3 separate regions of the Sus scrofa genome follow, and regions 1 and 2 are each linked to region 3. Evidence: chromatin contacts called from public Hi-C and promoter capture Hi-C data. All regions are on one chromosome and are shown on one strand. Each heading gives the region's core, a stretch centred on a gene start, on an enhancer-like site or on the middle of the called end of the contact. The rest is flanking DNA. Distances are from core to core; before and after follow the strand shown. Region 1 holds the start of EMILIN1 (EMILIN-1). Region 2 holds the start of MAPRE3 (microtubule-associated protein RP/EB family member 3). Region 3 holds the start of TMEM214 (transmembrane protein 214).

Region 1 (2,989 bases), core at 170-2,669, 41 kb after region 3:
GGCCAGGGGTCTAATTGGAGCTATAGCCGCCGGTCTACACCACAGTCACAGCAACATGGGATCCGAGCCACATCTGCGACTTACACCACAGCTCACGGCAACGCCGGATCCTTAACCCACTGAGTGAGGCCAGGGATCGAACCCACAACTGTCTTGGTTACGAGTCAGGTTCGTTAACCACTGAGCCATGATGGGAATTCCTTATTATTCCCATGTTACAGGTGAGGAAACTGAGACAGACCCCTTGCCCCAACCTGAAATCTCTCCCCTCTCCTCGTCTCTGTTCTTTGGTTTTTTTCCCCAACATTGATTTCTTCCAAGAGCTCTCCTCTGACCCAGAGCACAGCTTCCATTTGTCTGCCCCCTGGCCTTCTGTCTGTCCTACCTTGCGTGCGTTCTCTGTTGGGAGCTTGTGTCCGTAACCCACCAGAACCAGCCGCTCCTTGAGGAGCCTGTGCTACCTGGGCACCTCCACGTGACAGTTCTGGCCAGCACTTCTGCATGGCTACCCCAGGCAGCCCACCCCGCCCAGCACTGGAGCCAGATGGGGAGGGGGCGGCTGATGGAGTCAGACAGGCTGGCGGTTGGGGTGACTTCCTTGCCTGCCTCAGAGGCTTTCAGGCTTGGCTCCACGCGAGGGAGTGGCTTCCTGCAGGCTGTGTAGACACGGCCCAACCAACCTCCCTCCCTCCCTCCCCTCCCCCACATGTGGCTGACCCTCACCCCAAAGAGCTTGAGACCCGATTTCTCTCGGCCGTTCGAAAAGGAGGTCTTTCTCCTCCCACCCATGTCCTCTCCATGCAGAGTGCTGCTCCGGTTTCCTGAGCCTGTCCTCTCCCTCTCACTCCTCCGACTGTCCTGCCCGCCTCGGTGGTCTTTCTCCTTTTCCTCCCTGGCCCGGGGGGCCTTTGCTCCTCTCTTCCGTTTCCCTCTCAAGCCCCTGACCTAGGTGCTATTTAGAGTCTCATCTGAGCCCTGCTCTTGACTTGCTCTGTTACCTTGGACAAGTTACCTTCCCCCTCTGGGCCTCAAATGTCGCATCTATAAAAGGAGGCAGCTGGCCAGTGACATGCTCTCACCCCCGCAGCTTCGTCCACCCTTCACTGCTCTCCCGTCTGGGCTCCTCTCTCAGGTCCTCTGTCGCAGGGCAGGCCTGCCCTGGCCCCAGGAGAGCTGTGGCTCCAGCTCCCGTTCCCTGTCTAAGCGCCCGGCCCTGGGCCTCCTCCCCAGCTCTGGCCCCGGCTCCCCTCCATGTGGCCCATCTGAGAGGCTGGCCCCAAGCCCGGCGGCAACTCCACATTTCTCTGTTTTTCCTTTTTTTTTCCCTCTCTTTCCCGGAGTTAACAAGAAGCAGATGTGGCGCACGATGGTTGGAGAGGTGGGGGGAGGAAGGGGGAGGCTGGACCGCCAGCCAGACAGGGGGGAAGGGAGGGGAGTGAGGGAGAGGGGGAGGCGGGAGGCCAGGGCCCGCCCCGCAGCCACTCTTGCGCCTCTGAGCAGCCACAGGGGCAAAGCCCTGTCACCCCCAGGATCCGGTCATTGGGGACCACAGATAGGGAGGCCAGAGGAGGGCCCGCTGGTGGAGGCGCACGGAGCAGCATCTGGGAGGGCCAGGGACCAGGCGCAGGAGGCGGGGGGCACAGAACACACTCCCCTCAGAAGTGGAGAAGAGGACAGCGGAAGGAACCGAGGAGGGGACAGACAGGAGCCCGAGGAGGAAAGAGAAGGGGAGGGGGTCAGGCCAGGCGGCCGAGGAGGAGGCGTGCAGCTGGGGGCTGCCGGCAGGAAGCTGGAGACACGACCCGCTGTCCCTGGGAGCAGCGGCGTCCCCCGCTCCAGGCAGAGGCGCCGGCGGTCAGGCCGGGATGTGCCTCTGAGGGCCCCCGCCCCCACCATGGCCCCCGGCACCCTCTGGAGCTGCTACCTCTGCTGCCTGCTGACCACAGCCGTGGGGGCAGCCAGCTACCCTCCTCGAGGTTACAGCCTCTACACTGGGAGTGGCGGGGCCCTCAGCCCCGGGGGAGCCCAGGCCCAGAGCGCCCCCCGGCCCGCCAGCCGCCACAGGTAAGAGTCTGGGTCCCAGCCCCAGGCCCGAGGTGGTGGGAGGGTGGGTGAGAAGGGGGCCTCCTGGCCTCTGCCTTGCGAATGCTGTCGGGCAGTCTCCCGCATGCAGGGAAGCGGCAGAGGAAGGCCAGCCATCAGGTGGTTCTTGACAGGCCCGCCTTCCCGCGGGGCACTTCCAGGGCCCCCTGAATAGAGAGGTACCCCGTCTACCCTCAGGGGGGTCGGCTTCCCCGCTAGGTACCCAGGGAAACCACCCGAGGGGCAGCGGCCAGGCCTTCCCGCCAGCTGCCAGCCGCGTGCCAGCCTGGGATTCTCGGCAGAACTTTCATCCCTTTCTAGGGCTCCCTCAGCCCCATCCAGGAACCCACGCTTTTGACACCATTCTCTGCTCCCTTCGGCTCTCAGGCTCTCTGGCCGCCTCAGCCCAGGGGCGGGGATGAATGGGGCCAAGACTATAGAACTTGGAGCCCCAAGGCGGGCAGGGCTCATCAATGGCTTATTCTCTCCTTAACCCTGAGCTGGACCCCTGCCTGCCCTGTCCTCTCCCCCGAGGGGTGGGTGGAAGCCAGCATCAGAGGGTTTACCAGGGGACCCAGCCAGCCGGCTCACAAGGGCCACGCCAAGCTGGGGATTGAGACAGAAAGGGACACGAATGAATGCGAGAATTCAGAGGCTCCCCCGGCGCCCCGGCCATGAGGCTCAACGTCTTGTAGCTGTGGTTTTCCATTCTGCGCCTCTTGTCCCCATCTTGAAAAGTCTTTATCGACTCCTGCAGCACAGGAAGGCGTGGGGGAGCTGCCCCTGCCAAAGCCCTGCTCCCACTGGTTCCCAAGGGCCCTTCATCTTTTGACCCTCCCTCGCCCCTCTGGTAGCCCCCGGGCCTTCGTCTGGGGCGTGTGTCTCTGGCCCTTGGGCCCAGGTGGGG
Region 2 (3,049 bases), core at 13-2,512, 55 kb before region 3:
GTAACAAAAAGAGGTATGTACAAGATGGGGACAGAGGTGACCTGAAGATATCCACGGGAGTCAGGGCTGAGGGAGGAAGAGCCAGAAATAATCTGCACAAAGAGAACCAAACTGATGAAATCACAAAGGGGTGAGCATGGTGGAGTCCTGGGCAGAGCACTGGAGACAAGGACAGTAGGTGTGGCCAGGAAGAAGAGGAGTCTAGAATAACTGGGGAGAGCCATAAAAGCAGACTTGGAATAGGGAATTCGGGAACACCAATGAACATACCAAGGAGGGCGCAGAATTTAAACCGGCTAGTGGGCAAGATAAAGAAATAGGAATTGTTTACAAATGTGTTGGGAGAGAGACAATAACGTTGATAAGAAACTCCTTGGGTTCCCGTCGTGGCTCAGTGGAAATGAATCCGACTAGGAACCATGAGGTTGCGGGTTCGATCTCTGGCCTCACTCAGTGGGTTAAGGATCTGGTGTTGTTGTGAGCTGTGGTGTAGGTGGCAGACGCGGCTTGGATCTGGCGTTGCTGTGGCTGTGCGTAGGCCGGCGGCTACAGCTCCAATTGGACCCCTAGCCCGGGAACCTCCATTTGCCGCGGGGCTGTCCTAAAAAGACAAAAAGACAAAAAAAAAAAAAAAAAAAAAGAAAGAAAAGAAAAAAAAAAGAAAGAAACTCAATATATGTATAGACGATTTAGGGGTAAAGATACAGACTTTCTGGTAGGAGACAAGAAGGAATGTTTAACACAGGTAGAGGAAAATTGAATTTGGGAATTAGAATGACATGCTGGGATTGAGAGCCATAAACCACGAGAGGAGAGAAAACCCAGTTTTAGCTCTCTCGTGTCGCTGAAAGAGAAAACATAGTCTCTTCTTTCTCCTTTGCAGTAGCCGTGCGACAGATCAGAATCTGTCATCTGGCTACTATTGAATCAGGTGTAAACGGTTGTTCCTTCTGTGATCTGTTAGGGTGGAGGAATTGTTACCCTGTTGCTACGGAAAAAGGAAGGGGCTGTTCCCAGTTGCCATGGTGACAAGGTAAGAGCGTTCCCCCGGTACCGCCGTAAATTTATGAAGCGGTGTTGTCTCCTCGTTGCTATGGCAACTTAGAGGGACTGTTCCCGTCGCCCCCCACCTCCCGCTGCCGTAGCTAAGACAAGGTGGAGGTAGGGGCTGTCCTTCCCTCGCCGCACAGTTGCCTTGGAGACGGCGGGTGCCCTGGCCCCGCCCCGCTCGGACTGACAGCGGTGGCCGCATCGCGCCTGCGCAGTGCTCTCTTCCCCCGCAGTCTCTGTGCGTTGAAGCCGGAGACCGCGGCGGCCTCTGCTAGGACCCTCCGCCCCAGAGCCACCGGCCGGAGCCGCAGCCTCAGCCGCAGCGCCCCCGCCGCCTGTCCCCCTCCCCTGCCGCCTCCGCCGGAGCCACCTCGCGCACTGTGAGTCCGGGCCGAGGCGACCGACGCCGTGGGGCTGAGTCAGCGGGAGGCCCGGGCCCGGCCTGGGGGAGGGGAACCGGGCTGCCCCCCTCGCCACCCTACCCGCGCCTCCGCCCCCCACCCGCGCCTCACCGCCGCCGGCCTCCCTCCCTCCCTCCATCCCTCTCACCCGGGCTCCCGGGGGCCTCAGCCCTCAGGCCTCCCCGAGCCACTCCCCCTCCCCTCTCTCCCACCAGACCCACCTTGGGGGTCCTTCCCCACAAGATGCGGCGCTTCCGTACCTCCGCCCTGGACAGATTTCCCCCCAAAACTGCCTCCGTTCGCCCTTGTTCCTTCTCCTTGCCCCTCTTGGGCCTGACATCTCTGGCCTCTCCTGTTTTCCCCGGTGATATGCCAGGAAAAGAGTGACAAGGGAGAGCGCGAGGGGAGACTTGGGGGAGGGGGGCGTTCGGCCTGCCCAAACCTTGGGGCCTCAGGTTTCCGACCCACACGCTCCTGCCCCGGCTGGTGTGGGGAAGCAGGTCTGGACAGTTCTAACTGGCTGCTGAGAGCTCGTGGGGCTTTCCGAAGCGATTTGCTGGGAAGCATTCGGCCCCATCATGATCAGCTACTGTTTAGTGCACACCCGCTAGTGCACGGTGGCCTCGTGGGCTGAGCGCCTGCTTTGGCGGGCGCTGTGGAGAGGGACTAGAGGCAGCGGGGGTGGGAGGAGGTTACGTTGGGGAGCTGAAGTTTCTGCGCTCCCGGTGTGGTGCTGTGAATAAGCATCTTGCAGTACTCTTTAAAATGCCCTCCCCCACCCCCCACCCCCCCTACCCGGCCCCCGCAGTACAACCCTGGTGTAATGTGAGGTTTGGAAGCAGGCCTGGTATCCACAGCAAGTGCTTGCTTACTAGTTGTACGTTTAGGGGCCGTGGCAGGACTTGATCTCTGATACCTGTGAATTGCCAGTGGTAGCCAAGGATAAGAGTGTGCTTTAAGGTAACAAGTGCAGAGCGGCGAGGAAGGACAAGAACTGAGGTTTCACTCTGGTGTCCATCTGAGGCTTGTACCCCCCCTGCCTCCTGTGAGTCTCTGGGGGCGGGGGGGCTGTCACCTGATAGGGGTTCTAGCATGTTTGAACAATTCCTTGGGTTATGTTTGCTCCCTATCCACCTGCCCAGGGTGCATTCCCTGATGTTGGTTTTCTTTTTCTGGAAGAAGTGGAGCTGAAGTCAGAGTTGGTGCCCGCAGCCAGAAGCTTTCTTAATAAACGTGCCTCAACTCGAGGGCTCCTAACTACCGAATGTACCTCATTGCCAACTTCCTCTGGTTTGTTTGTTTCTTTTTTTTTTTTTTTTTTTTTGGCTTCCAGATTTCAGTGTACTGTCAGAAAATATGGGTACACATCAGCCATTTAAATTGTAGAAGAGGCCTTGGGGTTTTTTGGTTTGTTTGTTTGTTTTTTACTTCCGGCTGCAAAAGGAGTAGATGGTTTGGTTCTAAAAATCATGGTGAATACCCTGCAAATTCAGAGTTCCTGGCTTGCCGACAGCGAGAAATAATGATTTTTGCTCCTTGACTTTGCTCAATCATGGCCTACTGGCAGCCTCCTCAGAGCCACTCCCCACCCCCATGCC
Region 3 (3,022 bases), core at 516-3,015:
GCACATTTGTCTCCTACACAGGCTTTGAGCTCCTCTCAAGCCAAGTGAGGTGTGTCCTCTAGCTCCAACTAGCACTGTGCTAGGTGCTTAGGTAGAGAAGTTGCTTAGGAAATGCTGCTGCATAAGTAAATGAATGACTTCCATCCCCTAGAGGCCAAGTTACAACAGATGATCTGCCAGACTATTCTAAGGAAAGATAGAAAATAAAGCCCCTCTCCACCCATCTACATCTCTCCACCATAGAGCACCCCCCCTCCATCTTCTTGCCTCTATGGAAGTGCTGTTCTTTTTCTGTGACCATATATGTGACACAGAAGAGGTAGAACAAAGAGCTATCTATCCTCTGTGTGGAGCTAAACCAATGATCTGAAAAAGGGGAACTGATTCATGATCGGCTCAAATATGGTCCTTGGCAAAAGCAGTCCAACTCAGCGCTTCTGACCTGAGGCAAAGTCAGCTATGATCAGGCCTGAAGGAGCTGCAGGGCAGGCAGAAGGAAGCCTCAAGAGCTAGTTATCTCCTGCCTTCCTCCACCCCAACTCACCCTTCATATATCCCCAAGGCCCATGGCATATGAGCTCAGACCCCTTTCCAACCTCATCACCTCCAAAATCCGTTAAGCACCATGACACTAAACTACTTCCAGTCTCTGTGTCCCTGCTGCGTCCCACCTCGAGGCCTTTGTTAAAATCAATAAATCCATATACCTGACCTGTTCTTGCCACTTGTCCTAATCCCCAATCAATGAAAATTCACCCATTTCTCAGGACCCATCTCAAATGCCATCTCCTTTGGGAAACCTTTGCTGATCTCCTTCCTAAGAATTCATCACTCCTTAAGTCATTAGTCCTGTAGTAAATTGGACTCTACTCATTCTTACCATAAGGGCGGGCCTGCCTTGTTCCTCAGGATGGCAGGTGTGAAACTCATGCTTAAATGTAGGAGTGTACATGAAATAGCACATTTCTTTAATTGTGATAAATCACTTCCAGTTCACCTTCCCTCATCCTCAGGCTGGAATGCTTCGTTCTGAGGTCTCACATGACACTGCAAGCATGGCTGTGGGCCCTTCAGCAATAGTGAATGCCTGAGTCATAACCTATTTGGGTGGTTCCTCGGGTCTGGGGCTCTTGAACCCCTCCCTGTCACATCTGGGACGGGGGGCTGACTCTCGCGGTGGGAGTCAGAGCCTTTCCTTTCCACTGCCAGGAAGGGGAGACCCAGCTCTGACTGTCCTGGGCCCCCAGCCTTTGCCCTGCCTCCTGTCAGAAGGCCTCTCCCACTGCCCTCCAAACACTGCCCTCCAAACACTGCCTCTTCCCTCAAGCTCCATTCTCTTCCTTGTACCTTCCTAATGGATTTTTATACCCCATTAAACCCAAAGTTTAACCACTAGCCACAGAAAAACTAGCATTTTCCTATAAGGAAGGAAGCATTTAATCTTCAAACTCTCCGAGGCAACGACGAAGAACTATTTTCATTCCATCCTTCCTGCCCAACTAGAACGGAAAGACAAATAGAAACTGTACATATCCACCGAGTCATCCAGTGCCTTCACACAGCAAGGTCTCAATAAAAACTTTTGAATGTAATAGCCCCTGATTTCAACCTCTTTGCCTGGCTGTTTTTTGCTGCAAGGGAGCCCGGAGGCTGACCCGAGCCCTCGCGAGGGAGAACCCGGCAAATAGAAAAGACTACAAGTCCCAGGCTGCCTTGCGGGTGGCGTCACGCGCCGCGAGGCCCTGCGAGGAGACGTGGCAGAGCGCGACGCGTCCGCACCGGACCGGAAAGCCCAGGGAGGTGGCCGTGGCGGGAGGGTCGGAGCCATGGCGGCCAAGACGGCGGGTGGGGGGCGCTGGGAGGTGGTGAAGAAGGGGCGGCGGCCTGGGGCCGGCGGCAGTGGTAAAGGCGGCGGAGGGGACCGCCGGGCGCTCGGGGAGGCGAACGGAGTGTGGAAGTACGACCTGACCCGTGAGTACCCACCCGCCTGCCGCCCCCGCCGCCGCCCGGCCCCGGGCCTGCCTGCCCGCTGGCTGGTAGAGAGCAGCTACCGGAGCCCAGAGGCTCAAAATAGCCCCGGGCTGCTCGCAGAACGAGCTCTCCTGCCCATCGGTACTTACCAGTTCAGCCGGCGCTACTTGGCGTTGTCTCTTTTAAGCCTCACAAGAGGTAGACAGCGCGAGGGAGGTCGCTGCCTCGCCTGTCAGATGCGTAAACCGAGGCTCAGCGAAGTGTTAGATGCCTTGCCCGGGACCGCAGGTCGGAGGGGACTGCGATTCCGGTCTTCGGACGCTTGGCCGCCTGCACACCCGCCCGCCCAGCTGTTCGCTGGCCCAGCCTAGGCTCTCTGGGCAGGTGTCTGGGAGCTGGGGGGAGACGGCCTGTGCCCCTGTGTTAAGTAACCAGCAGGTCGGGGGTGGGCATGGGGGCTGGGACGCACACTAGGCCCCACAGCGGGGGACGTGACCCACCACACACTCCACACCCACCAAGTATTATTCTAAGTGGTGCCTGTTTCCTCGAAGTCTCCTGGAGGATTGGAGAAAGCTTGCCGCTTGTTGATTATAGAGTTGTCACATCCGAACCACGTGGAACTGGTGTAGAACCAAGATGGAAAAATCCTGACCTCCCAGACTGGTAGCCACTCAGCAAAGAAGCCAGCCCTCTGTATCCGACCCCTCCACCAGTTCTCACATACTCTGATTTCCTAATAAAGAAATGCCTCATCTCTGTGAGAGAGCCCTTGAACTCAAGAGCTGTGATGATCGAAGGGGAAGGGACCACTGTTCCTGGGAGGCCCTCTTGACTCAGGGCTGGTCCCCTTTGTCTGCCTGTCATTACCCCCAGCTCCAATCCAGACGACAAGCACCCTGTATGAGCGGGGCTTTGAGAAAATCATGAAACGGCAGAATAAGGAGCAGGTTCCACCCCCTGCTGTGGAGCCTAAGAAACCGGCCACCAAGAAGCAGACTAAGAAGGGAGCAACCGTCACCAACCAGAACCAGAAGCAGGGCCGCTTTCG

Evidence for each region. Promoter capture Hi-C pulls out the DNA fragments that hold promoters and counts their contacts. Hi-C and Micro-C count contacts between places; a contact is called where the count stands out from the background.
Region 1: a contact with region 3 is called in a Hi-C map of skeletal muscle, with 2.0 times the contacts expected there. The contact joins the promoter of EMILIN1 here to the promoter of TMEM214 in region 3. A contact is called at or near these places in 4 of 5 promoter capture datasets (fetal skeletal muscle, liver and skeletal muscle), 4 of 47 Hi-C or Micro-C datasets (alveolar macrophages, liver, psoas muscle and 1 more) and 2 of 2 datasets of contacts at active chromatin or transcription factors (alveolar macrophages and skeletal muscle).
Region 2: a contact with region 3 is called in a promoter capture Hi-C map of fetal skeletal muscle, with 3 times the contacts expected there. The contact joins the promoter of MAPRE3 here to the promoter of TMEM214 in region 3. A contact is called at or near these places in 2 of 5 promoter capture datasets (fetal skeletal muscle and skeletal muscle), 13 of 47 Hi-C or Micro-C datasets (brain, embryonic fibroblasts, fetal heart ventricle and 8 more) and 1 of 2 datasets of contacts at active chromatin or transcription factors (skeletal muscle).

The regions. Positions count from the first base shown.
Region 1 is chr3:112,038,358-112,041,346 of Sscrofa11.1, reverse strand. EMILIN1 (EMILIN-1) reads left to right here and starts at 1,419. Exons shown (of 8, transcript XM_003125303.4): 1 at 1,419-2,064. The coding sequence starts at 1,895. LOC106509868 (a long non-coding RNA gene) reads right to left here and starts at 1,342. Exons shown (of 3, transcript XR_001307818.2): 1 at 1-1,342.
Region 2 is chr3:112,134,292-112,137,340 of Sscrofa11.1, reverse strand. MAPRE3 (microtubule-associated protein RP/EB family member 3) reads left to right here and starts at 1,262. Exons shown (of 7, transcript XM_021087724.1): 1 at 1,262-1,430.
Region 3 is chr3:112,079,458-112,082,479 of Sscrofa11.1, reverse strand. It overlaps TMEM214 (transmembrane protein 214), which reads left to right and starts at 1,765. Exons shown (of 17, transcript XM_005662677.3): 1 at 1,765-1,971; 2 at 2,848-3,022. The coding sequence starts at 1,827.